Linked DNA regions of Mus musculus: regions 1, 2, 3, 5, 6 and 7 are each linked to region 4. Evidence: chromatin contacts called from public HiChIP or PLAC-seq, Micro-C and promoter capture Hi-C data. All regions are on one chromosome and are shown on one strand. Each heading gives the region's core, a stretch centred on a gene start, on an enhancer-like site or on the middle of the called end of the contact. The rest is flanking DNA. Distances are from core to core; before and after follow the strand shown.

What was found. Promoter capture Hi-C pulls out the DNA fragments that hold promoters and counts their contacts. Hi-C and Micro-C count contacts between places; a contact is called where the count stands out from the background. HiChIP or PLAC-seq counts read pairs in DNA pulled down with a chosen protein or histone mark.
Region 1: a contact with region 4 is called in an H3K27ac HiChIP or PLAC-seq map of embryonic stem cells, with 10 times the contacts expected there. The contact joins the enhancer-like site here to the promoter of Mtrf1l in region 4. A contact is called at or near these places in 7 of 39 promoter capture datasets (the 3T3-L1 cell line, 3T3-L1-derived adipocytes, hippocampal neurons and 4 more), 1 of 484 Hi-C or Micro-C datasets (embryonic stem cells), 2 of 115 datasets of contacts at active chromatin or transcription factors (both in embryonic stem cells) and 1 of 9 other capture datasets (adipose tissue).
Region 2: a contact with region 4 is called in a Micro-C map of embryonic stem cells, with 6 times the contacts expected there. The contact joins the promoter of Ginm1 here to the promoter of Mtrf1l in region 4. A contact is called at or near these places in 7 of 39 promoter capture datasets (cranial neural crest, erythroid cells, hippocampal neurons and 4 more), 4 of 484 Hi-C or Micro-C datasets (CD4 T cells, CD8 T cells, embryonic stem cells and 1 more), 2 of 115 datasets of contacts at active chromatin or transcription factors (astrocytes and extraembryonic endoderm stem cells) and 1 of 9 other capture datasets (adipose tissue).
Region 3: a contact with region 4 is called in a promoter capture Hi-C map of pre-B cells. The contact joins the promoter of Mthfd1l here to the promoter of Mtrf1l in region 4. A contact is called at or near these places in 12 of 39 promoter capture datasets (the 3T3-L1 cell line, 3T3-L1-derived adipocytes, the C10 cell line and 7 more), 7 of 484 Hi-C or Micro-C datasets (CD4 T cells, CD8 T cells, double positive thymocytes and 4 more) and 1 of 115 datasets of contacts at active chromatin or transcription factors (large pre-B cells).
Region 5: a promoter capture Hi-C map of pre-B cells shows a contact between it and region 4, with 9 times the contacts expected there. The contact joins the promoter of Katna1 here to the promoter of Mtrf1l in region 4. A contact is called at or near these places in 8 of 39 promoter capture datasets (the C10 cell line, cranial neural crest, embryonic stem cells and 4 more), 1 of 484 Hi-C or Micro-C datasets (CD4 T cells), 1 of 115 datasets of contacts at active chromatin or transcription factors (astrocytes) and 2 of 9 other capture datasets (adipose tissue and liver).
Region 6: an H3K4me3 HiChIP or PLAC-seq map of embryonic forebrain shows a contact between it and region 4, with 11 times the contacts expected there. The contact joins the promoter of A630066F11Rik here to the promoter of Mtrf1l in region 4. A contact is called at or near these places in 13 of 39 promoter capture datasets (the 3T3-L1 cell line, 3T3-L1-derived adipocytes, the C10 cell line and 9 more), 7 of 484 Hi-C or Micro-C datasets (CD4 T cells, LSK cells, embryonic stem cells and 3 more), 3 of 115 datasets of contacts at active chromatin or transcription factors (embryonic forebrain, embryonic stem cells and stem cell-derived neural progenitor cells) and 3 of 9 other capture datasets (adipose tissue, embryonic stem cells and liver).
Region 7: a contact with region 4 is called in a promoter capture Hi-C map of hematopoietic stem and progenitor cells, with 4 times the contacts expected there. The contact joins the promoter of Lats1 here to the promoter of Mtrf1l in region 4. A contact is called at or near these places in 14 of 39 promoter capture datasets (the 3T3-L1 cell line, 3T3-L1-derived adipocytes, cranial neural crest and 9 more), 4 of 484 Hi-C or Micro-C datasets (LSK cells, embryonic stem cells and erythroblasts), 4 of 115 datasets of contacts at active chromatin or transcription factors (embryonic limb bud, embryonic stem cells, epiblast stem cells and 1 more) and 3 of 9 other capture datasets (adipose tissue, embryonic stem cells and liver).

What each region holds. Positions count from the first base shown.
Region 1 is chr10:7,598,705-7,602,441 of GRCm38.p6, reverse strand. Lrp11 (low density lipoprotein receptor-related protein 11) reads right to left here. Exons shown (of 7, transcript NM_172784.4): 3 at 3,594-3,735. All of the region lies in intron 2 of Gm16254 (predicted gene 16254), which reads left to right. Among named protein-coding and RNA genes, the nearest start is that of Gm16254, 8.1 kb to the left of the region's middle. Within about 2 kb of position 1,586, at least 23 of the 459 cell types and tissues checked have an H3K27ac peak or open chromatin away from gene starts, as enhancers often do. A contact at or near this core is called in embryonic stem cells and stem cell-derived epiblast-like cells, where this site is marked.
Region 2 is chr10:7,779,437-7,783,196 of GRCm38.p6, reverse strand. Ginm1 (glycoprotein integral membrane 1) reads left to right here and starts at 2,280. Exons shown (of 8, transcript NM_001346750.1): 1 at 2,280-2,436. The coding sequence starts at 2,323.
Region 3 is chr10:3,970,914-3,974,535 of GRCm38.p6, reverse strand. Mthfd1l (methylenetetrahydrofolate dehydrogenase (NADP+ dependent) 1-like) reads right to left here and starts at 1,461. Exons shown (of 28, transcript NM_172308.4): 1 at 1,058-1,461. The coding sequence starts at 1,281.
Region 4 is chr10:5,822,146-5,825,689 of GRCm38.p6, reverse strand. It overlaps Mtrf1l (mitochondrial translational release factor 1-like), which reads left to right and starts at 1,747. Exons shown (of 7, transcript NM_175374.3): 1 at 1,747-2,164. The coding sequence starts at 1,927. It overlaps Rgs17 (regulator of G-protein signaling 17), which reads left to right. Exons shown (of 5, transcript NM_019958.4): 5 at 1-27.
Region 5 is chr10:7,724,120-7,727,863 of GRCm38.p6, reverse strand. Katna1 (katanin p60 (ATPase-containing) subunit A1) reads right to left here and starts at 1,864. Exons shown (of 11, transcript NM_011835.2): 1 at 1,741-1,864.
Region 6 is chr10:7,661,952-7,665,284 of GRCm38.p6, reverse strand. A630066F11Rik (RIKEN cDNA A630066F11 gene) reads right to left here and starts at 1,914. Exons shown (of 1, transcript NR_030698.1): 1 at 662-1,914. It overlaps Pcmt1 (protein-L-isoaspartate (D-aspartate) O-methyltransferase 1), which reads left to right and starts at 1,677. Exons shown (of 8, transcript NM_001347228.2): 1 at 1,677-2,210. The coding sequence starts at 1,982.
Region 7 is chr10:7,679,451-7,682,695 of GRCm38.p6, reverse strand. It overlaps Lats1 (large tumor suppressor), which reads right to left and starts at 1,487. Exons shown (of 8, transcript NM_010690.1): 1 at 1,246-1,487. It also overlaps a transcript of Pcmt1 not described here.

The DNA.
Region 1 (3,737 bases), core at 337-2,836, 1.8 Mb before region 4:
TAGCCTTGGCTATCCCAGAACTAGCTCTGTAAAACCAGGCTGACCTCAAACTCACAGAGCCTGCCTCTGCCTCCCGAGTGCTGGGATTAAAAGTCTGCAGGGCACCACTACCTCTGGCAAATTCCTTTTCTCTAAGACTTTTTTTTAACTAGATTACCTTTCTGCTGTTGACTCCTATGCGTAGACAACCAGGTTGCTAGTGTTGTAGAGGAATATATTTTTGTGAAATGATGGTAGTTTTCCCTCTTGGGAATTTCAGGAGCTTCTAGTCTTGCAGTATAATTCAAAAGAGCTACAGACATTTTCTTGAAAGGCAGTTTTCTCTACTTTTGATTAAGACAACTTTGCTAAATAAGAATCAGATGGGGGGCTGGTGAGATGGCTCAGTGGGTAAGAGCACCCGACTGTTCTTCCAAAGGTCCAGAGTTCAAATCCCAGCAACCACATGGTGGCTCACAACCATCTGTAATGAGATCTGACTCCCTCTTCTGGTGTGTCTGAAGACAGCTACAGTGTACTTACATATAATAAATAAATAAATCTAAAAAAAAAAAAAAAAAAAAAAAAGAATCAGATGGGTTTGGAGAGATGGCTCAGGGATTAAGAGCATTGGCTGCTCTCCCAGAGGCCCAGAACCTACATGGCAGCTTACAACTGTATGTACCTCCAGTTCCAGGGGCTCCAACGCCTGCCATGGGCATGCATGCAGGCAAAGCACCAATGCACATAAAACTGAATATGTGTGTGTGTGTGTGTGTGTGTGTTTGTGTGTATATATATATATATATGTCTATAGTGTGTGTATGTACACACATACATATATATTTGGTCTTTCAAGACAGGATTTCTCTGTTCTGGAACTTAATCTGTAGACTAGGCTGGCCTCTAACTCACAGCGATCCACCTGCCTCTACCTCCTGAGCACTAGGGTTAAAGATGTGTACCACCATACCTGGCAAAAATACATAAATGTAATAATACAAACCAAATCAGGTAACTCGGGTGATAGTCATGAAAGGCACCCAGCTAGAAGCCGGCCTTAAGGAGTCCTACAGTTTCTTATTTATTTATTTACTTCTATTTTATGTACACTGGTGATTTGACTGCATGTATATCTGTGTGAGTGTATAGGATCCCTTGGGCCAGGAGTTACAGACAGTTGTGAGCTGCCATGTGGGTACTGGGAAATTGAACCCCTGCCCTCTGGAATAGCAGCCAGTGCTCTTAACCATTGCGCCATCTCTCCAGCCCCCTGGAATCCTACAATGTTATGGTAACAGGAATGACTAAATGGCTCTTTCAGGAACATGACTGGCAGATTATAAGACATTCCACTAACAGCAAAAGCTAAGCATAGTTGATGTGCACAGACGGAATCTAACACTGATTTTATTGAAAAGCTGTCAACTAGAAGACTGGAAAGTGACCCTGTCTGGGTGCAAGGTGATTGGAAGAGTGCTTGATCCTAAAGGAGAATTAAAGAAAGGAAGGAAATAACGCAGGAGCTGCTGAGACAGCGGTCAGTTTGGCCTCCTTGAAAACTTAGGCCTGCAGGGTCAGCGACAGCCACCAGGGGGAGCAAGCAAAAACAAAGGCGCTGATCACCAAGCAATCTTACTCATGTGACAGGAAATCCCCAGACTGCAGGGTTCTCCTTACTTCTATGTAGTTTTAGAGGCAGATCAGCATCTATATTTAATCTGTTTCTGGAATAGCAGTCTCCAAACGTTTTAAGCATCGTAATAAACACACACCTCAAATTTACTCATAAATAATTTGCATGTGCTGGTGTTCTGAGACACTGGACCCAAGGGGACTGCAGGATGGCTCAGTGGGTAAAGGTGCTTGTCACCAAGACTGAAAACATGAGGTCAATTCCAGGAACCCACAGGCTGGAAAGAGAGCAACATTCTCAGTAAGCTGTCCTCTGACCTTCACACATGCGTGTGCATGTGCAGGCACGCACACTGAGTGAACACACACGTACACACAGAATAAAAGACATCACACACCTTATTAAACACACTGAAAATTTTCAGAAGGTTGAAAATGAGTAAAATTAAAAGTTCAAGTGTCTTGTTTTCTTGCCCTAAAAATGTGCTCAGCATCAGGTGGGGTTCGTCCCTATTTGAAACCACTGTGCTAGCTCATGTTAAACGCTCTCTCTCCAGCCTGCTATCTGCAGAGAAGGTTCCTCACATGCATTCAAAAGGTGTTAGAACAATCAATATACTCAAAACCTGAACCAGGTTATAGTGTGTGTGTGTGTTAAAGGAGACAGAAACTCCTGTCTTATGTCCCCACCTGTTTGCCACTGTTTATACATGGTATTTCATATGTGACTTCATAGTACGCTCTCTAACTGAACCAGTAAGTGATCAGGTAGGAATAGCACCACGCTGACTCCTTTTTTGTTGTTGTTTTGGATTTGTCTTTTTATGTTGAGACAGGGTTTCTCTGTGTAGCCCGGGCTGTCCTGGAACTCACGCTGTAGACCAGGCTGTCCTGGAACTCACGCTGTAGACCAGGCTGGCCTCAAACTCAGAGATTCGCCTGCCTCTGCCTCCTGAGTGCTGGAATTAAGAGAGTATACCAGCACCACTTGGCTTCTGTGAAACTTTTTTTTTCTGTTTTTTATTTTTTGATAGACAGGCTTTCTCTGTGTAGCCCGGGCTGTCCTGGAATTCACTCTGTAGACCAGGCTGTCCTGGAACTCACTCTGTAGACCAGGCTGGCCTCAGACTGAGCAGGGCTTTACTACTTTTCCTATTTCAGTCCAACTGGAGTCATTAACCACATGTTTTTCTTTCTTATATTTTAAGTGGTTTATTATATAAACTATTGATTTAGTCATCTCCTTTCTAGCCTATCATATGCCTTTCCTCCCTACACCCCATATTTTATTTTTAATTGATGGACAATAGTATATAGATATATGGCACCCAAGGGTATATGTTGATGTGCGTATAATATACATACATATATATACATATACTATATTTGTATATATGTATTTAGTACTAACTAGATCAAGTCAGTAAACAATCTATATCACCATATCTACTAATTTTTTGTGGTAAGAATATTTAAACTTCGTCTTTTAGCTCATTCTATTTATTTGGAATATTTACAAGTATTTCCTACATACTGACCCTAGCTTTTAACCACCGTTCTACCCTCTGATTCCATTGGCTGGACTGTTTAAACTGTAGACTTCGGTTAAACACTTCAAACACGCATATCAGAAAGACCCTCTAACTTTACATTAAGCCCTCTCCTAGGAAAGACAGGCACTGTCCTTAACAAGGTCAAAGAGCAAAGGCAGAAGGTCAGCGTACAGGACCCCTACCTCATGGGCCATGTCCTGAGAACGTTCTTTACACTCTAACCAGCGGGATCCAAACGGTCCTAAACACAGAGCCGTGTTTGCTATTTCATTTTCAGCAAAAACTTCAAGCACCGAAAGTAAGATGGAGGAGCCCGTGAAACGGGACCCCAGGGTGTAAATCCCACTGACACCATCCTTCCGTGACCAGCTGGGCTTGGCTGGCCATGGGGGACTCAATGGAAGGAAGGACTGGCTTTCTCCTCACCTCCCGTGGAGTAGGGCCTGGGAAGCACAGTGACAGAGACGTTATCGGAGCTTCTCTGACCCACGGAGTCAGTCACAGTCAGCTGGAAGATGTAAGCTCCTTCCTTCAGGCGGGACAGCCTCAGGGTTCCTGGCTGAGGCACCT
Region 2 (3,760 bases), core at 1,031-3,530, 2.0 Mb before region 4:
CTAAAGTCAGGTTTTCAGGCTTGGCAGCAAGAGCCTTTATCAGCCGAACCATCTTGATGGGCCCACAGTCAATGCTGGGAATGAACCCAGGGCTCTGAAGCACTGTACCAAGGGAGAGGTGGATTCATTGCTAAGGATGGGGACAGTGATGTGGCTGTGCTTTACCAGAAAACCCCCAGCTAAACAGTAATATTCTAGACTGCTACAGTGTCTCCAGCAGAGCTCATGCATTTAGTAGTCACAGTTCAGCAATTTCATTTCCTGGATTTACCATCTGCTGATTATGAAGGAGGGGGGATCCATCCTTAATGACCTACTAATATCTGAGAGCTACCTAGCAGTTTACTGTACCCTAGAAGTAAGGCATATGGCAGAGGTAGTAGGAGAAAATGGCTTCAAAAGCTGAAAAAAAAAATCCTTTCTATGGCAAAGGTTTTATTTCAAAGAAAAACTAAATACATTTCTTTAAAAAAAAAGATTTATTTTATGTATATGAGCACACTGTAACTGTACAGATGGTTGTGAGCCACCATGTGGTTGTTGGGATTTGAACTCAGGACCTTTGGAAGAGCAGTTGGTGCTCTTAACCACTGAGCCATCTGACCAGCCCCCTAAATAAATTTCTTATTCTACCTAACAGGCCATACATACAACTACGTGTCAATCGGTATGCAATCCTGTATTAAGAAAACTCCTTCCCCGGGGGAGCTGTGAGCATCTACCCCTACTTCTAAGGTCTATGACAAACCAAAATATAATCCCACCAGCATTCGCCCAGGAAGTCCTTGGGTTTATTGGGCTTACTCATGTGAGGGGTTAGTAACAGAAGTGTGGGGACCCCAGGGCAATGGTGGGAAATCACCACGGCTGAGGGCTTCTCAGTAACCTCCTGGCTGGGGTCCGGTCTCCTACTCTTCCCCAGCCAATATGCTCCAGCCCCTCCCTGAAGTTCAGTGCGATTAGGACAGAATTGTTTTCCAGCTGGCCTCACGACCTGAGTTGGATCCCCGTAAGCCACATGGCAGAAGCGGAGAACTGGCCCCCGGATGTTGTCCTCTCACGTCCACATGACACCTTGCTCCACAATAAATACAAGCTAAAGGGTTAGAAAAAGGGTTTGGAAAGGCGGCTCAGCGGTTAAGGCCCCTTATTGCTCTTACAAAGGACTGGGGTTTGATTCTCAGCACCCACATGGTGGTTTACAACTCATTTACATAAAATTTTAAAAATTAACAGGTTAAAGAAAGGTCTACACCTTCATTTCATAGGTTAGGAAAGTAATGGAGCAGAATGTGGAGACATGTGAACCGGGCTTCATTTGGTGGCATTTTCTCTCGACGCCAAAAGTACAGTGGGACATTTAAGGTAAGGGCCAGGTCCTCAGCCCTGACCCATGACAAATTATCACTTTCCCAGCTCTAGTGCAATCTAATCGAATCAGATACTTGGGGCTGTACGGAGGCCCAGTACTTCATAAACTTTTTAAAGTCTCACCTGGCCGGGCAGTGGTGGCGCACGCCTTTAATCCCAGCACGTGGGAGGCAGAGGCAGGTGGATTTCTGAGTTCGAGGCCAGCCTGCTCTACAAAGTGAGTTCCAGGACAGCCAGGGCTATACAGAGAAACCCTGTCTCGAAAAACAAAAACAAAACAAACAAACAAAAGTCTCACCTGTAGCCAGAGGTGGCAATTTATGAGTCAGTAGGAATGGTGGTGTTTGCCTGTAATCTCAACACTCAGGAGGCAGAGGCAGGAGAATTGTCACAAGTTGAATGTCAGCTTGGTGTAGATAGAGGGTTCTGGAGCTGCATAGTGAGAGCCAGTGAAAAAGCGGGTACCTCTCCAAGTGCTAAATTTTTATTTATCATTCCTGACATTTTATAAGACACTAGTTGTTTCATTTTTTTGTAAGTATATCGACATATTGATACTAATGAAAAAGTACCATCAAGGTTGAGGTGAGAGGGTGGCACACTTCTGTAATTCCAGCAGGATCAGTAAGTAGTTCAAAGCTAGCCTAGGCTACTGTTTCGAGATCCTGTTTCGAAAGAGAAAACAAAATCACACTCCAAAAGTAAAGGCTTCGTAAAGAATTGCACTTGTTTGGAGAAAACCCCTTTCTCATCTCAAACTCCCGGAGGACGCTCACAAAGTTGGCTCCGCCCATAGACGTCAAAGGCCTGCGCAGCCCCAGCAGCTCGGTCGACCCGCCCCATTTGGGAGGGGTCGGTCCCGCCCCCCAGCCCCTCCCCTCCCCTAGGCCCCGCCCCGCCCCGGACCGCCACGCCCTCACCTCCCGCCGCGCCGGGCCGGTGTTGTCCAAGATGGAGGGCGGCCTGTCGGCGCCGCTGTCCGTCCGGTTGTTGCTGTTCATAGCGCTGCCAGCCGCGGGATGGCTGACCACCAACGCGCCCAGGCCGCCGTCCACAGCCCCGCAGGTAGGGCTGGGCGTCCGCAACAAGCCGCTCCTCTGCCTGGACCTCCGGGAGCCCGGGCGGGGTGACGCTGCCCCCTCCCGCAGGTGGACAGCCGAGAGTGCGGGGCTGGACCGGGTCTGGCCGCCGGGAGAGAAAGGGGGGGCTTTCCCGGATGCCGGGTGGGGTGGGTCCCCCGAAAGGGAACGCAAGGAAGGCGTGCAGGCGTCCTTGAAAGTGTGGTCAAGACTGCGGCCATCGAACTTGAGTTTCCTAGCGCCTCTCGAATCGGTTCGGATCCTGCCAGGTTTTGCTGTCGAAAATGCGTGATCGCTAGTGACTTCGGTCGTTTGTAATGGCTCCTTCCTGGGTTAGCGCCCGGTCCTGGGCCCTGAAGATGTTTGTGTTGCCCAATTAGCAATTTTCCAGGCCACCTGTGTCTGCTCGGCCGCGACCAGGAGGGAGTGCCTTTCTTGGTCTCGGGGCCACTCGGGCTAGCGACTGAGGGAGGCTGAAGGTCTATCGCTTCCCGGATGGGCTTTTTATTGGATGTGTGTTTGTGTGTGTGTGTGTGTGTGTGTGTGTGTGTGTGTGTGTGTGGTCGTGGGGGTGGGGTGGGTGGGAGGAGCAGTCCTTTCCTGCGTGATGGGTCGGAGATGAGTTTCTTCAACATCCCAGGGGAACGAGATTCAACCGCTCTAAGGTCACAAGTCTTTCAGATTCCTGGCTTACTGTGAGAACCCTGCCATTGCAAAATGCCAGCCCATGATTTACTCTTGTTGCCACATTGGCCTTCTTCAGTATAGTAGGAGAAAGTTTAGAGATTATAAAATTCGAGTTTTCCCCAAATGACAAGAAACTTATGTGGTAGGAACACACTAAAGACAGAAGTGACTGTCATGATAAATGTCACTTTTTATGTTTAAAACTTTACTTGTTGTGTATATGTGGTGTTGGATCGGGAACTTACACCAATGGAGGTCACAGGATAACCTTGTGGATTCAGTGTTTCCCATGGTCCTGTTTTGCAACAAGTGCTTTTATAACTCTTGAGCCATCTCCAGCTCTTTATTCTGCTTATAATGTTTTAGAATTATGCTAGAACTCTTCTTTTGAATACAGAAATCACAAAGCAGTAGCAACAACCTTGCAACTCTCAAGCACACTTGTATATGAAATTGTAGTTGAGCCGCAATTTCTTCTGGGTAAAATAGCAACTGTGCGGACAAGCACCCGGAAACCAAATAAATACTGGGTGATTGTAAAGTTATAGAGATATGGACTTATTTCCTCTCTTTTAGAATTTTGGAGATTCTTCATCATCTCTTCTGAATCCAAGAAATATTTG
Region 3 (3,622 bases), core at 212-2,711, 1.9 Mb after region 4:
TGGGGATGGAACTTAGGTCTTCATGTTTCCCCCAGCCAGTACTTTTACTCAGTACTTAACTGAGCAGTCTCCCTAGCCTGAGCTTCCATTTTTAAACAACTGGTAGAAAAACAGAAATAAGGATACTTCATAGCACGTGAAAACCACATGAAATTGAAATGTCAGTGTCCATAAAATGTTGGATTTTATCAAAAAACTGTGAGAACGTTTTTCCTTATTACAAACGTACCCATGTAACATTTTAAATTCTGCTTTTTAGTTCACTGAACCTTAAGTATTTACTGTCATGCTCATTACACCAAGTTTGTAGAGCTTAGTTTAGTTTATTGTAAAAATAATGACTACTTGTTGCGGGATATATGTGTGACAGCCCCTGGGGGCAGATTATTTTTGCTCATTTGTTTCCATAGCCCCAGTTGGGAATCAAAGCAGAAAAGGGCTTTCCCGCCCTTTGCAGGTAGGTGCCTCTGCACAGCAGTGGCCTAGCAAACTCACTATAGGGTCTGACCAGATGACTCTGCTCAGATCACCACCGGATATAGAATGAACTTTCCAGATACTGCTGCACCGGAACCTGTGTGCTCTCTGAGCAGCGATGCTCCGGAGCGGACCGTACGCCTAGACCTAGAGGGCTTCCGCAAGGGGTTTAGCCCGCCCCTCCTTCAGTAGTGGGACATCAGCAGTGGCGGGATTGTAGGGCCATCCTCCTTGCTTCTCTCCCGCCCAGGGCCGCACCGCCCTTTTCCTGTCGGCGCCACGCCCGGCGCGGTTGCATCAGAGCCGGAGGCGGGCGGTGCACGTGGAGCGGGGCGTGCGGTCCGTGAGGCGCGCGCCGGCTGGGGGGGATGCCCTCATCTACCGGGTCCCATACTCCGGACGTTCCCCTTCGCCCCCACGCCCTCTCTGCCAATCGCAAGGCGTCTCTAGCAAGTCGGAACCAAGCATTCTCTGTTTCCCGCCCTACGAACGGTCCCTCGGGTCTCCCAGCGGCCGAGAGTGCCATTGGGTCCTTGGGTCCCTGGCTAGGGACCTGCCTGTAGACAAACAGGACACTCACCTGACGATGGAGTCCATCCCGGGGGCTTCCGGATTGCCTGGGCCATGGCTGCTGAAGGTTTGGCCATCCTGCAGCCGCCGCCCGCGTAACCCCTCGGGGTCACCACCTCCGCTGCTGCTGCTTCTGCTGCCTGAGCGACACAGCTCACGGAGGCGACACGCCGGGCCCGAGGGCAGCTGCTGGCGGCCGAGCTGGCGAAGCAGGAGAGGGAGGCGGACGCTCATGCTGCTGCAGAGTGCGGGGTGACTGGTTATCCCCAGGCGCCGAGATGCGGCTGCAAGTTCTTCCCCGGGCTGGCGTGGGAGGCACCAGAGAGCCAAGCGGCACAGTAAAGGGCCAGCAGCAGGAAAGACTAGACTCTTCCTCGTGGGAGGAACTGAGGCCCCTAGGGGGCACTGTACCAAGTGGCCGTGACGTTAACAGGGCGGGGGCCAGCGGACGTGAAGCTTTTGGTTGGAGTTGCCAGAAAGTCAAGGCATAGGAGGTGGGGCATCAGCGTGGTGCTGAGCCCTTGCCCTGAGATTGTATGGCCAGCCCTTCTGCCTCAAAACCTGATGCCACCCTTGGTCTTCATAATGCAGCTCACTTTCCTCAGGAGGTAGTGGTCCTAAGTCCAGTTTAGACCTTCAGAAGGAAGTGTTTATTACGTGGGAGGTGGCCTAGGGCTAAATGTCGTTCTTAGAGTTTGCAATGCAAATGCTGGTTTTGTAGCCTTAAGCAGATTAACGTCAATGGTTTTAGGACTGAGTCTTCCAAGTTTATAATTTCCAAGGCTAGTGGGAATAACATAGTAACTTTGTAGACCACAAATGAGGTAGGGTAGAATTTGTGCAAGGCAGAGACCGTTTTTTGAGTGCTCACGCTGTCTTGTGTGCTGGAAAGATATATTTATTAACCCCAACAGATGTAAGAAATGGAACGCCATTCGTCTGATTTCTAACCAGGAGAACCTGCGATCAAGAGAAGTCATTTGGTTTGCTGGCAGAGCTGTGAGCTTGCCCAATTCCACGTGCCCTCCTCCTCTTCCTCTTTTTAAGTTTTACTTGTGTCCTTGAGCTTGCAGCAAGTAAAGGATAGGACAACCTGAAGAAACCAGTTCTCTGATTCTATCTTGGGGTCAGCAGCGGCGTGCTGAGGTGCTGGGCAGAAGGATTGTTCTAGGGATAGAACTCAACTTCATAGGTTTGGCAGCAAGTGACTATACCTGTTGAGCCACCTCACTGACACACGGGGGCCATGTTTTTGAAATGCATGGACAAGCAGGTTCCAAAGAGGGTAAAAAGTTTAAGAAAAAAAAAAATACACACATCTAGTTGGAACTTGGAGCCACAGAAACTTACTCCCTATGAAAAGTGCCTACGATGAGGTTGAGTCAGACAGTGTTTACAGGATATCCTCTGCCTTCCTCACTGCTGTAGGTTGGATATGTGTCCCAAAGGTCCATATATTAAAAACCTGGTCACCCTCTTGGTTACTGGGAGATGGAGGCATATTTTAAGAGTTGAAGCTTATACATGGAGGAATTTAAGCCCTTAGAGATGAGCCCATGGAAGGGATATTGGAATCTATCTTCTGGCCATGTCCATTCATTTATTAGGGCAGGTTTGATAGATGTCCCTTTTAGATTGGGGATCCCTAAACACAACATTTCTCATCTGTGGAATAAACTCAATACTGTGCGACATCTCCCAGGACTGTGGTGCGTCTAGAGGAACAAGAGCTGTGGGAAATGTGAAGCTCACTCTGCCTGCAGGGATAGATAATAAGGCTCTTACCTCTAGCCTGGGAAAGCAAGGCAGGCTGACTTACGAGCTTGTAAACTCCCTTCATGCTTCTTAGCAGTGAGTTCAGGGCTAGTATCAAGCAGGTAGAGAGATAGACCACAGACAGCTGGGTGGACGATGTCACTGTGCTTGTGTGTAGACATACCATGCTGGCTACAATCAGGACGGGGAGGGGTGTGCATACGAGAAGAGTGGAGAAGACAGTTGCCCAATGGCCACTGAGGAATCCCAGTCGTCTCAGAGAAAGATTGCATATAGGGAGGGTGCTTTGGAGGAGCGCACGAGGGGTCCGAGGAAATGACGTCAGTTTTGGACAGTTCAGGTGGAGAAATATGTAAAGCCTCCTGTCCCTCAAGAAGGGAGTCTGGGCCAAAGAGGGGACTTTAGGAAGCAGAATATGAATAGTAGTTTAACCCTCCTGCGACTCGCTAGCAGTCAGGGAGACTCTTGGATCTCCTACATTAGCAGCCTATGGATGGCTGAGGAGTTCAGGCAGAGCAGAGCTGTCAGTGGGTGGGCTTGGATGCAAAGTTCCCTCAAAGGAGCTGCATGTTCTTCATGCTTTGCAGGATAGGCACTCCTCTTCCCTCGAGAGAGTATCCTTCATTACTTATCTAGAACATCTATGCTCAAGCTGCCAACCAAGGCCCTAAAGGAACTGACTCCTCCGGTGGTCAGAGCAGGTGGCCATCACTAATGATGCTACTTCGCCTTTTGTACCTTCTCCTTACACCTCACCACGTTGCCTCTCCAGAATCCAGGACCAATTGGGCCTGCCCAC
Region 4 (3,544 bases), core at 498-2,997:
TATAAGAAATAAAATATGTTCTTGAAATTGCTGGTGTCTTAAAAGTGCAGTGGAGGGATTTCTCACACTAAAATCAAAGTACCTCACCATTTATTTCAAAATGAGTTTAGGGTTAGAAATAACTTTTCCTGGTAGAGATAGAAAACACACCACAATTCTTTTCTATACTCGGGTCAGAATCAAAACAAAACGGGTCTCAACCTCTATCTTATAGCTAAACATTTGCATATCGTGTCACCTGGGTGCCAAAAGGGAAGGGACATTTGAGGCGCTGGAGCTCCTTGCTATCACTTGAAGAGCCGCTTCATTTCTTCATGCCAGTGCCCTTGTATGTGATGCTAAGGATTGATTAGATAGGATGCAAAATTCATTTTATATAATCTTGAAATTAGTAATTTTGATTAGTGTTAATGGTAAGAGTACCCATTTGATTCTAAACAGAGAACAGTTTGATCAGCAGTGAACCACCATGGTCCAAAAAACAGCTAGTAATCCAGTAGAATTCGCAAGTAGACTAAGCTTCAAATTCTGCATCCTCAGGAGTGGCTTGTCTGGTTTATTCACATCCTGTTACCCACTTCTCTGGTAGGCAGTGGTTAAGTCTTTTGAATTGCAAATACATAAGTTAGTAGTCAGGAGGGTGGATGTCCACTAGAGGGAGGCCTTTGATTTTTCTCTCTTTCTTTTTTTAATTGCAGGGCTGCAGACAGCCTTGAGCAAGGTAAGCAAGTACTCCCCGAGAGTTACAACTTCAGAGCAGAATGAGGAAAGTTTTAAAATGCTTCATTGTGTTGTAGTTTGTTAGTTTTAACTTGGATATGGAGGAGGAGGGAGCAACAGCAAGAAAGTGAGAGAGCAATGGAGAGTCGGATTGAGTGAATCAGAATGTGAGGCAGGAAACGGAGAAACCTAGTGCTTGGTGTGGTGGGTGACGATAGGAAAACAGATTTTGTAGCGTCCCTGGGAGGTTTAGTAGGATATGCCTGTCCTTGAAAGGAACCTATGTCAGATGACCACCCTATAATTAAGCCTTAGAGACTGGAGATAGATGACTTCTGTGGCTGTGGACTCTGTGCCTGCTGGTCGCTTGACTATCCTTAAGTCTCACAGCCTTGAGAAGCAAACCTTCACCTTCAGACTGCAGACACCTGCTGTTCACTCCAGCCTGGCTCGCTGGGGAACAGGTCTTGGGGAGCAGCCAAACTCGGCCTGAGGGCGGAGTCGAGGCTTCAGAGTTGGTCTGGAGGTGAGGCTTCTGAGTTCAGCCTGTAGGCGGAACTAGGTGGAGCTCCACCCTGAGAGACGAGGCGGAGGAAGCGCTTCCTCCAGGAGCCGACCCGAGAAGGCGGGACTGAGGCGTTAAAGCTCCTTCCCTAGAGAACAGGGCTGAGGAGGCGGAGCCGCGCTTTTGGAGTTTCCTTTGGAGGGCGGGGCCGAGGAAGCGGAGCTGAGGCATTGGAGCTCTTCCCTAGAGGCCGGTCTGAGGAGGTGAAGTTCTGTCTCAAGGCGGGGCTGAGGCATTGGAGGCACTCGCTATCTCAAGGTCACGCCTAGGCAGCAGAGCTCGCCCACTAGAAGTGGGAGTCAGGCGTGGGTGGTTTCCACGCCCCCGTGGAGGCGGGGCTGAGACGGTGGAGCTCCGCCCTGAGGGGGGCGGGCTGAGGCCCCAGACCTGTCCCATTTGGAGGAGGAGCTGAGAATCCGGAGCCCCTCCCCTGGGGTAGGGCGGAGACTTCGGCGCTCGGGTTGGAGGCGGGGCAAACGCGTCCAGACCTCCCTGCCCGCTTGCCTTTTGACTTTAGAGGACCTCCAGGCTGTACTACGCTTTGCCGGAAGTTCTCGTAACATTTCCGGCAGAACATTTCTGGATCGGAGACCTTCCTAGAGTGTTTGTATATTTTCTGCTAGGTGGGCGGCCCAGCCAGGATGCGGAGCGGGTTTCTGAGCGGTGCCCGGCGCCTGTGGGCCCGCCGCGCCTTCAGCCGCACGCCGCCGCCTTCCGAGGAGCTCCTCGCCCGCGGCGGGCCCCTGCGGGCCTTCCTGGAGCGCCGCGTGGGCTCGGAGGCCGGTGGTCTGGACGCTGGGTACCCCCAGCTGGCCGCGGCCGCCCGACTGCTGAGCGAGAAGGAGCGGGAGCTGCGGGACACGGAGTCATTGCTGCACGGTAAGCCACCCGCTCTAGTGGGTTCGGAAGCCATCTGCGTTCCAGATCTTGTCACTAGGGTTCTGACAATCCTCCATTGGGCTCTCTAGAGCAGTCCCTGGACAAGGTGCTCTGCCAAGTTAGTCCTCTGAAGTCACTAAGGTTCTCGGTTGCTTCCTCTCCCCTCCTGGTGTAAGACCCCCGAAGCTAGGCCTCCGCTCAAGTCCCGGGATGAGCTGGCCAGCACCCCAGTGACCCGAGAGAAAACCACACCTGATGCAAACTGCAAGAGGTTTTATTATCAGCTAGCTGAGGACGGTGCCGGGCAGGGGAGTTCGACCCCAAGCAGTGGCAGTAGGGGGCTTTTAACAGCTAGCTGAGGAATTGGGAGGAGTTGGGAGGAGAGTTGGGAAGAGTTGGGAGGAGTTGGGAAGAGAGTTCTTCTCTTTTCTGTGTCCTTGGTGAAATTTACAAGGCAGGAGTGGGTAGTGAGTTCTTTCTGAATTTTTATCTCCGTGTCCTCAGCACAGGAAGGCAGGCATCTCTGGTTGTAAAGTATAGAAACAAAAAGGCTTTTTGCTGGCTATAGAGAACAAAGAGCTTCTTTCTGGCTGTATTTTTAGAGATCAGGGAAAGCAAGCTTGGGGAACGTCCAGGGGCTTTCTTTACCTTCCAGGGAGAAATGCTCTGTAAGTTGGGGTCTCACACTGGCAGCTCAGCTGCACAGGAAAGACTCGCTAGTCCCAGCAGAGGAACTAAAGCCGCAGGTGAGTGTATGGCATTGGCACACTGCAGTGCAAGAGGAGCGATGCACTGTATGGTTAGAACTCGAGACCTGGAAATTCATGTTTCCCTCGAGATTCCAAAGTGTCTGCGTTCCTAAAGCCTCCAGAGACGTCTGCCGAGTAGAACACACTTGGGAACTTAAGGCTTGATTCAGAGACCCTGCCTCGAAGAAAGTGGGAAGAGGGATTGAGGTTGGTTACTGAGATCAACCTCTTGGCTCCACGTTCACGAGTGCTCACACATCTGCAAGCTTGAGTACTCTCATATGCACGAAAATGGAAACAGATAAGGAGTAAGGACTTTTAATTTCAATATAAAAAGCAGTGCTGAAAAGCAGAAAGTAGCTTTACAATGGATCGCTAAAGTCAAGGAAGAGGTGGTTAGGTGGGATCGGAGAAAGGGCTAGGAGGCAGAAGTGACCAACATGGATGAAGGTACAGCTTGAGAAGTCCTGTATGGTGGAAGTGTAGAATAGGTATGGGAGATGGTGACAGAAGAGAAACATTGTGTTAGCAAGGAAAACATTCCGAGGTTTAGTCCATTCTCCTCAAGGGGAGAAGCGAAGCATGGCAGCATGCATCAGACTCAGTGCTGGAGACGGAGCTGATTCACAGG
Region 5 (3,744 bases), core at 615-3,114, 1.9 Mb before region 4:
AAAAAATATTTAAAAGAAAATAGTAGTGACTGTGTAGCAATTATGGAATTATGATAAAGACAAAAAGAAATTAGACTTTGAAATTCCTTTTTAGGTTTTGTGGAAAGAATATGGTAGGGTTATTTTTGTTTTACTTCCCAGTCACTCCAGCATCGGATCCTCTTGCCTCTGCTCTATACTGCCTTGTACACTTGTACCGTCAAGGAAAACGAGCATCAGCCGGGCAGTGGTGGCACATGCCTGTAATCCCAGCATTTGGGAGTCAGAGGCAGGCAGATTTCTGAGTTCGAGGCCAGTCCTGGTCTCCAGGACAGCCAGGGCTACACAGAGAAACCCTGTCTCGAAAAACAAAAAAACAAACCAACAAACAAAAAAAGAAAGAAAGAAAGAAAGAAAAGAAAAGAAAAGAAAAGAAAAGAAAAGAAAAGAAAAGAAAAGAGAAAAGAAAGGCAGGCAGGCATCACTGTTCTCTTGGGAGCTAATTACATAAAAAGTACTAATGATTACTAAATAAAAGCTTGAACTGGGGGAAGTGTAGCCGCCTGTAATCCCAGTACCAGGCAGAAGCAAGAGTTTCAGAAGTTCAGGCCAGTTTAGGCTACAAAGGACACTGTCTATAAATAAATAAACAAATAAGGGCTGGCAACAGTTACAAGCCTAGCCTACACGCAGTACAAGGCAGAGGCAAAAGGATCCGGAGTTAAGGACCAGCTCTGGCTACAAGAGACACTGAAGAAAGAGGAGAGGGAGAGGAGAGAGAAGAAGAGAAAGAGAAAGAGAAAGAGAAAGAGAAAGAGAAAGAGAAAGAGAGAGAGAGAGAGAGAGAGAGAGAGAGAGAGAGAGAGAGAGAGAGAAAGAGAAAGAGAAGAAAGAGAAAGAGAAAGAGAGGAAAGGAAAGAAAAGAAAGAGGAGAGGAGGGGGAGGGGAGGGGGAGGGAGAGAGGAGAGGGAGAGGAGAGGGAGAAGAGAGGGAGAAGAGAGGGAGAAGAAAAGAGAAGAGAAAAAAGAGAAAGAAGAAAGGAAAGGAAAGAAAGAAAGACAAGTTTTCGTTTGTATGCCACTGAACCCACATACTGAATGAAACAAATGCTTCCTGGGATAAATTTTCTCCACAGCGCCAAATCAAAAAAGCCAAAAGCTTTCATGAGAACACTAGGCTCTCAGATTAAGAAACTAACCCCAAGAGTGGCGTGGTTGCACACACCTTTAATCCCAGCGCCAGGAGGTAAAGGAAGGCTAGTCGGGTCTACAGAGCGAGATCCAGAACAGCCAGGGAGAGAGAGAAAGAACGTCAATATTATCACCTTTAAAAGCAACAAAAACAAAACAACAAACGCCGGTGAGGGGGCTCAGCAGGTAGAGGCATTTGCCCAGCATGCCGGGCTACCCGAGTTCAACTCTGGGACCCTCGTAAAGGCGGATGGAGGGAAGCGACCCCAGAGAGTTGTCCTCTGACCTCCACTCACGCGCCCACATCTACACCATACTCAACAATAGCAATAAATCTAAAACTAAAAACAAAGGCCAACACAAAGGAGAAACAACAGAAAGAAGTAAGCCACCAGAAAGCAGTACAACTCCAACCTAACAAACTGTACGAAAAGAAGCTGAACCCCAACCTCCAGGCTCTGGGGATTTTACAAGGCGGAAGTTTCGGGATGGGGGCGTGAAAGCTTCGAACGCGTTCCCTGGTCGGGTGTCGCGGGGGCGGAACAGGGAGCCTGGAGGCCCGAGCACTCACCTAGCGCAGCCCAGGCTACCCGCCGCAGCTCCGGGTCGGGACCAAGTTGAAATGAAACCGGGAAAGCCCCTCTTAAAAGGATAGTTCCCGCACCGGCGGGGACACGCCCCGGAAGTGCGTGCTCTACGGGCGTGCGCGCGCAGGCGGAACCTGCGGAGGGGCGTGGCCGAGCTCGGGGTGCTTCTGCGCACTGTGCGCCGCGGCTAGGAAATGGGAGTAGGCGTGGGGAAGGAAAGTAGGCGGGGCGAAGGACTTGGCAATACCCCGCCTACTTCAGTACTTACTCTGTGGACCATTATCTCTTCCCAGGGCTTCTTCACTCTGCCTTAGCAGGAGATTTACACTAAGCTGCTCTGAGGTTAGGAGGTCAGGGGCTCTCTTACAGGTGAGTGTCAGTGCTCAAGCAATTCGTTTATGACAAATCTTGCTTTAGAGCCCGGTACTTAGGATTATGAAGCCTGGGACCCATGTGTCAGGGTAACGCGAATACTCTCAAGACATGCTAAGGGGTGAGATTTTATTTCCAATTCCAGGTGATCCATCACCCTCTTCCTATATCACAAAACACAGGGCACAAACTGGTACACATACATGCATGCAGGCAAGCCACTGCATATATGAAATAATGTTTTACAGGGTTTAAAGTCTTCTAAATTTTTCACCAAAAATAGAAAATATATTTTCTGCTCTAGTAGATGTGAACGTTAGTGTCACAGAGCACAGAAAACTATAATCAGCACATCAGCAAGAATAAAAAAGACCACTTAGAGAGATATAGATCAATTACTCCAAGAGATGGATTTATAATCTATACAAATGCAAAGGCCTGTTAATTTATAAAACCGGATTATAATTTAAAAGCTTCTCAAAGGTGCAAAATGAATGTATATGGTATACTTAAATATATAGGAAATCCTAGAACCTACAGGATGAATCTGTAGTAACTAATCAGAAGTATCCGGGTGGGAGTTAGTTAGGAGTTGGGAATGATGTTCTGTAGTGGAGATGTCTTCCCAGGTGTACAGTTTTACACATGAAATGAAAGTTGTAATTTGAGTTTATGTAAATTATACCTCAGTGATGTTTTGTTGTTGTTTTTTCCTTGGATATTTTCTTTTCTTTTAAGAATTATTTATTATATGTATATGAGTACACTGTAACTGTCTTCTGACACACCAGAAGAGAGCATCAGATCCCATTACAGGTGGTTGTGAGCCACCATGTGGTTGCTGGGAATTGAACTCAAGGTCTCTGGAAGAGCAGTCGGTGCTCTTAACCGCTGAGCCATCCAGATATTTTCTTTACTTACAATTCAAATGTTATCCCCTTTCCCACCCTGGCCCCCAGGAAACCCCCTATCCCATCCTCCCTCCCCCTGCTTCTATGAGGATGTTCCTCCACCCATCCACCTACTCCCACATACCTGTTTGTTGCTGTTTCAAGACAAAGTCTCACTCTATAACCTCTCCTAGCCTGGAACTTATCACATACCCCAGGTTGACCTCAGACTCATAGTTTCTCTGCTCTTAAGAGTCCCCATTACAGCCATGGGCTTCTGTGCCTGGCGTCAGTGAAAATGTTTGAAATAGAAAGACAAACCCCCAAAAGGTGACTTACAGTGTGTGGTGGTTTGAATATGTTTGGCCCAGGAAAGTGGTACTGTTAGGAGACATAGCCTTATTGGAGTAGGTGTGGCCTTGTTGGAGGAAATGTGCCACTGTGGGGATGGGCTTTGAGACACTCCTCCTAGCTACCTGGAAGACAGTAGTCTTCTCCTGTTTGCCTTTGAAACAAGGTTTACAACTCTCAGATCCTCCAGCCATGCCTGCCTGGAAACTTCCATGATGAGAATGGACTGAACCCGTGAACCTGTAAGCATGCTCCAATTAAATGTTCACCTTTATAAGAGCTGCCGTGGTCATGGTGTCTCTTCACAGCAATGAAACCCTAAGACACAGTGACTACTTCTATTTACTTACTTGTACAATTAAACAACAAACAGTT
Region 6 (3,333 bases), core at 665-3,164, 1.8 Mb before region 4:
CACCCTTCAAGGCTCAGTACCCATGTGTACCTTTTCCTGATGGCTGCAGTCTGCGTTGTTCTAGCTAAACCCAGTAGCACTACTATCTAGGTCATTAATGGCACTCACAGTTATTTATTTTTTCTTTTTTTTTCTGCTGTTTGTTGTTAATGGTGTGCAAGAGGGAACCTAAGATCTTCCACTAGTTAGGCAAGACCTCTGCCACACCCCAGCCCAGTGGTGTTCTAATCAGATTTCCATGACTAGGATGTAAGTTCTACAATACAAGAGGAAAGACTTATCAGTATTGCTATTCTCCTTTATATTATAGGAGTTCCAAACTGTGTTGGCTGTTTCTTTAAAAGGAGTCATGATGTGAGAGTTATTAGATTATAAAGAGCTTGAGGGTTTGTTTTTTTTGTGTGTGTGTGTGTGTGTTTCGAGACAGTGTTTCTCTGTGTAGTCCTGGCTGTCCTGGAACTCACTCTGTAGACCAGGCTGGCCTCGAACTCAGAAATCTGCCTGCCTCTGCCTCCTACGTGTGCCACCATGCCTGCCCCCCCCTTTTTTTTTTGAGCTTGAGGATTTTTGTTTTGTTTCGTTTTCCAGCAGCAAGACTGTTACCCAACCTGGCTATTTCTTTTCCCCATACAAAATGCCAGTCACCGAAATGATAGGTTTTGCAAGATAGAATTTATGAGGTGACCAATCATTTGAAAATGGAGAAAACAAGGTCATCTCTGGACCACTTCACCTAAGCTGAGGTTGAGTGATATTTATGGACTGAGGAGCAGGAAAAGGTATTTGGATTAAACTCATCAGATGTAAACATCATGACCCATACAGAAAAGCAGTCAGATGAAAGTACCTAAGCACAAGGAGATTCTAATGAACTTTTACACTCAGACTAGAAGAGCAGGTGGTACTGGGTAGGAAAAAAACGGACGGTCTAAAACTCATCGCTTTACTCTTAATGTTGAACAACACTGACATTTATAGTTAGTTACAGGAGTCATGAAAATAGGTGATAGACATTTCAGGTTGGATGCAGGTTGAGTGTTGCAACTGATGAAGTTTGGTAAGAACTGTAATTTGGAAATTGCTCCTGACATCACAGCACAGCATAGGTGTCTTATCTTCGTTTCCTTCCTGAAAGTTTACTGGAGTCATGGCTGTGTCTCAGTTCAAGTTAGCACACGTTGGATGCGGCAGACAGTGTTTCCTGTCAATTCTTAGAATGTTGCAGAGATGAAAGCAGTAAAATTGGTGTCCAGTCTAAGGATGGAATTTGTGAGCTTAAGCTGAAACTCATACTTGGGTAGGAAGAATAACACTTCCACCACAGGGTACTGAGCTTATTTTGTAACCAATTATAGCTCTCGGCTACTTTTGCTCTTAACCAGGGAAGCATCCCTACCCCCAATTCCATGTCACGGTATTCTTCCACCTTGAATTTATGCCTTCAGAGCTGAAAACAAACCAGAGCCTCTGCTTCATCAGGACCGTGCTGAGACATAGGCTAGTGGACTTCGTACCTGAGAGGCCCTTTGCCCTTGGGCTCTGTTAAAATGATTATTTTGGCCCCATCCAGAAGCCTTAGGTTAGTGCACCGGGTTGGACGAGGCAAGACGGAGTCAGCACACCATCTAGCAATCTAGACAGCCATAGGAGCAGACCGGCCGCTCGCAACAGCTGACGGAGTGGCGATTGCGGAGCCCAAGAAGGCGGCACACGTCGGACCCGCCATCCCGCATCAGCCAGAGCCGCGGCTAGGAAGGAGCCTCATCACGCAGAACACCAGCTCGCCGGCCGCAGGACGGAGGCAGGTGCAGGCCTCAGGAAGGGGAACTGAGCAGCGTTCGTTTGTGCGACCTCGCTGCGGCCACCGAGCACTGGTTATCGCCCCCGCTCGCTACTGGGCTCCAGGACTCCCCCGCCGCGGGCCCCGCCTGGCCGCACCCCGGACTGCGCGGCGTCACAGAGCGCATGCGTGCCGCGGGGGATGCCGGGAGCGCGCATTGGCGGCAGTGGCAGCGACGGCAGTAACAGCGGCCGCTCGAGCGGGGACACCAGCGGGGCGGTGACCGTGTGGGAGGTGGTCTCACTCTTGGGGAAACTGCTAGGGACCGTCGCCGCGCTGAAGGTGGTTCTGTACCTGCTCCGGGTGTGCTTCGCGATGGCCTGGAAATCCGGCGGCGCCAGCCACTCGGAGCTAATCCACAACCTCCGCAGTAAGTGCCACCCCCGCCCGGCGTGGGCCAGGGAGCAGGGCCGGGCCTGGACGCTGTCCCCCCCTGACAATCCGGAACGTTCGGTCTGCACCCCTGCGCCTGCTGGAGGGCGTCGCAGCGCGGTTGCACCGGGAGTTCGGAACGCCGTGCGTTTTTGCAGTCTCCTCTCCCGGGACCTGTCACTCGGCGATGTGGATGGGAAGAGGGTAGTAGCCAAGAGGGAGCTGCTGCGGGTGGGACACGGGCAGTTGCCTCCTCGCAGGCTGCGGGGGACTGGGTGCGGCACAGGTGGCGGGGCTGTTGCTGGAGTCTGCGGTCCCACTAGCGAGGGGCGTGACTTCAGGGTGGGGAAGTGCAGGCTTGTTTCTGGTGACTGGACTAGCACCGAGGGGACACCACCTTCGGCCTACGGGTTCTCTCACTGTTCTCGGTTGATTCCCTGCAAGCTTTCTGTTTTCTGCCTCCCCCGCCCTCTGTTTTTTCCTTTGGAGGGAGATGCTGCTGTCTGATAGCAAGGGGAGGGGAGAGGAGGTTCCGACTATTGCGGTTGCTGGGAGCAGTTTCTCAGGTTGCTGTCCAAAGTATAGGCCCTTGGGGGGGGGGGGGCGGCGGGGGAGCGAGGGATTGTCAGAGCATGCTGCTCCTAAGAGACTTTGTTTGGAGTCTTTGAATCCAGCAGACCATTGTGTGTATAAAATGTTCCAACTTTTTTTTTCAAGAGTGTTCATTGGCTTTTAAAAGCGCGTTTGAAAAGTTTTTTGTTTTGTTTTTGTTTTTTTTTTTGTTTTTGTTTTTTTTTTTTTGTTTTTTTAAAGAATAGCATTTTCTGTAGTCACTGTATTGCTTCCTTTGATGATAGTTTCAGGATAGAATGAATGCTGTGTCACTTTCCTTTCTAAATTGAAATAGTGTTGTTGTCTGGCTCAGAGACCAAGAAGAGCTGCAAGTTCATAACCTCACCCTGATCAGAATTCACAGCTTCTTTTGCCACCAATTTTCAAAAATAATCATAGTCTGCTGGGTGATGTTTTTAATTTTCTTGCGACTTTTCTTTTCTCTTCTTCTTTTTCTTTTTCTTTTTTTTTTTTAAGCCTTTGAGGTATTTATCTTACTTCTCAACTCT
Region 7 (3,245 bases), core at 238-2,737, 1.9 Mb before region 4:
AGAGAGCGCCTTTTCCAGCCTGTGCCACTATCTAGTTTATTGCAATAACAGCCTATAAGAGAAACACAGATTCCTCGCCTGCCTGCCTGTCTGCCTGCCTGCCTGCCTTGGAGAATCACCTCAACCATATTACCTACCTGACTACTCACTAGGTAAGAGAAAACTTTAGTTAAGGTAATAAAAACTAAAGATATCTTAGAAGAGAGTCATACCTCATGGAGAAAATTTGATTTTAAAGGACTAAAAACCTTAACATTAGCGGGGCATGGTGGCTCACAGCCCAACCCCAGAGGCGGGCAGATCTTTTTGAGTTCCAGGTCAGCATGGTCTACATATTGAGTCCCAGGCTAAGGAATACATTGTGAGACCCTGTCTTAAGAAAAGTATAATAACCTTCAATAAATAATCCATAAACTTCTGACAACCTTCATGCCAGGCATTTGGGCTAATTTCCAAACCTTGAGTGATACCATATTGTGTGAGACTGTACTTACTGCTCATCTGACTTGTAACTTCTAGTGAATACACATATTTTAAAAAGTCATATTTACAAATGGAGACAAATATTTTAACCTCGTTCCCTTAGAAAAGTGATTTTCCAACTGCATTAGTGGGAGAATTGGGATAAGTCATCGGAGAGTTATTCTTTCCTTCGCTTCGACTTTTTTCCCCAGGTACAATAAACAATCTTCCCTTACTGTCTTTCCTTCGTTTTCCAGTACTTAAAAAGCACCCGAACAAGTGACACGTCTCTCCCACCCCCTGCCACTAAGCGGTGAGCTAACAAATTGCAGCGAGCTGGAGAGGTTCCCAGGACTGCTTCAAAGGTGGACCCCGACGGGAGGCCCGCTGCGAGGCCAAAGAAGTGAGGCCGGTTTGGTGCAACCTTGCGTGAAAAAAACCACCTTTCGCTCCTCTCCCCTCTAAAGCGGGGAGGGGTGGCTGTCGTCCCGAGCCCCCGCCCGCTCTTCCCAGGCCAGCTCGCACCTCGGAGGCCTCAGTGCCCCCGGGCTCTCCCTGCGGCGCCGGGTGCGGCCAACCTCCGCTTCCCCAGGGCAGGGCTCGGCTCCGGTCAGCGCAATCAGCCCCAGTCAGGCCCAGACCCGGCCGGCTCAGCCCGCCTGGCCACCGCGGCCCCTGGACCCCCGCCAGCGGGGATGGGCGTGGGCCCGGCCGGCCACCGCCCCGCCGACAGGGACTCCCGAGGAGCGCGAGCCCCACCCGCGGCGCCGGCTCCGGACCTACCTGCAGGGGACGGTGAGGCTTCTGGACAGCCGCTGCGGGCCCGAGGGCCGGCGCCGCGGCGGCCCGGAGCCCGTCCCCCAGGGCCCCTAGCGTCGCTCCGGGTTCGGGATGGGGCAGGGCGGGGACACACGCCGGGGGGCTGCGGCCGGCCAGCGCGGCCCGACGCGGGGTCGCGAGGACCTGGCTCTCCCCTCAGCACCAGGCCATCGCTGCCGCCGCCATTTTGCCTTCCACTCCGTGTCGCCGCCGCCGCCGTCCGCCGCGGGTTTCCCGGATGTGGGCATTTCCCGGCGTCGCTTGCGCGGGGGCCGAGGACTGGGGGCTTCAGGCCGCCCCGCTGGGCCCCGGAGCTAGCGCTCCGTTTGTGGCCTCCCGACCGAGACTCGCTCGCCCGCTTCCCCGAGCCGGGGTGAGTGTGGCCCAGAGAGTGGAGTCTGTACCACCACGTTCTGGCTCCGCACGGAGACGCGGGCGCGTCGCGGCGAGCGTGGGTCGCACCAGGAAAGGGCGGTGAACGGCGCTCCGAGACCGCGGACGTCACGAGGCAAGATGTCTAGAGCTTGAATAAAACTCGAGTCTTCCAGAGCTGGGAGCGAATGTGGTTTTGGAACTAGCCAGATGGAGTGTTCTTGAAACTGGACCTGTGGATTTGCAGAGTTCGGTCCAGCGGATCTGCAGGAGAGGTCATTGTAGCCATAACGAGTAACGGGGCCGCTGTCAGAAGTTCTGTTTCTCTTGAAATTGAATCTGCTGTTCGGGATGCATCACTGACTTTGGTCTTTTAATGCATTGTTCTCTTTTGCGGGGGATTAGGTCCACGTAGAGGATCTCTAGGCCGCAGCGTGTGTGCCAAAACTCCCATTCTCCTACCCCACTCCACCTTTCCTAGTGCTGAGAATCTAAATGGTGCCAACCAACACTGGGCTGTCTATCACCTGTAAATATGAACACAGTCCCCAGTTTTGCTGGTAGGTAATACATGCAATTATTTTTTTTTTCAGATACTCTATTTTGTGTTAGACCAAAAAAGTAAAAACGTTGACATCCCAGTGTAACCAGGAATTGAACCATGCTATGCCAGTGCTCTACCACTGAGCTATATCCTCAGAACATTTTATAGTTTTCATTGAGACTGGGCCTCACTGTTATCCGGACTGGCTTTGAACTTGTGATCCTTCAGCCTCAGTCTTAAAGGTAGCTGAGATAACAAGCCTGCTCCATGAAGCCCAGTTCTGCTTTTTTCTGAGGTACTGTATCCAAAAGTTCAACTATGAAAACCTCAGATGGTCAAATTTAGATGACAAGGGAATATTTTAATGTAGTCGCTGCCACTGCTTTAGCTCTGTCGTCATAGTAAAAATCCCTAATGTGGCTTCAGCCCCACTATGCTGTTGGGATCGTCCTACAAATCAAGGTCCCTACCTTGTGCTTTGGTAGGTAGGTACAATTTTAAGACGTGTAATTCAATGGACTATGTCTGCTAATTTGAACCATTAAAAATATTTTAAGCACAGAGAGCTGGAGCTGCTTCTTGAGAGGGCTAAGTCACCGCACAAGCCAGGGTGCAGTGAAAAGACCCTTGGGAAAGAAGCAGAGGAGCGGAGGCCAGGCCAGGCCAGGGCCTAAACTCAGGCCTCCAACCTGGAGCTAAGTCTGGGAGAGCACCAGCATTACCAACTTTGCAATGATGAGATGCAGTTATTGTGTAATACTTCCAACTTTTAAAAATCAGAATTACCTTTGGGACACTTTTTATATTAGGTCATTCTTTTTTAGATGTTAGAAAACTATCTAGAATGTATATTGTTCACAAGCATTGATGTGAAAACATTTGTTTTTGGAAATAAATGCATTGAAGGATGCATTGAAAAGCTGGGGAATCTTGGCATATGATCTAGGTAGTTTTCAAGAGGCAAAGCCAACATTTGCCATCTTTGAAATAGCTGAACCTCATATCGCCCTGTGTGCACAGCATCCTACCATATACCTGTTTCCTGTTG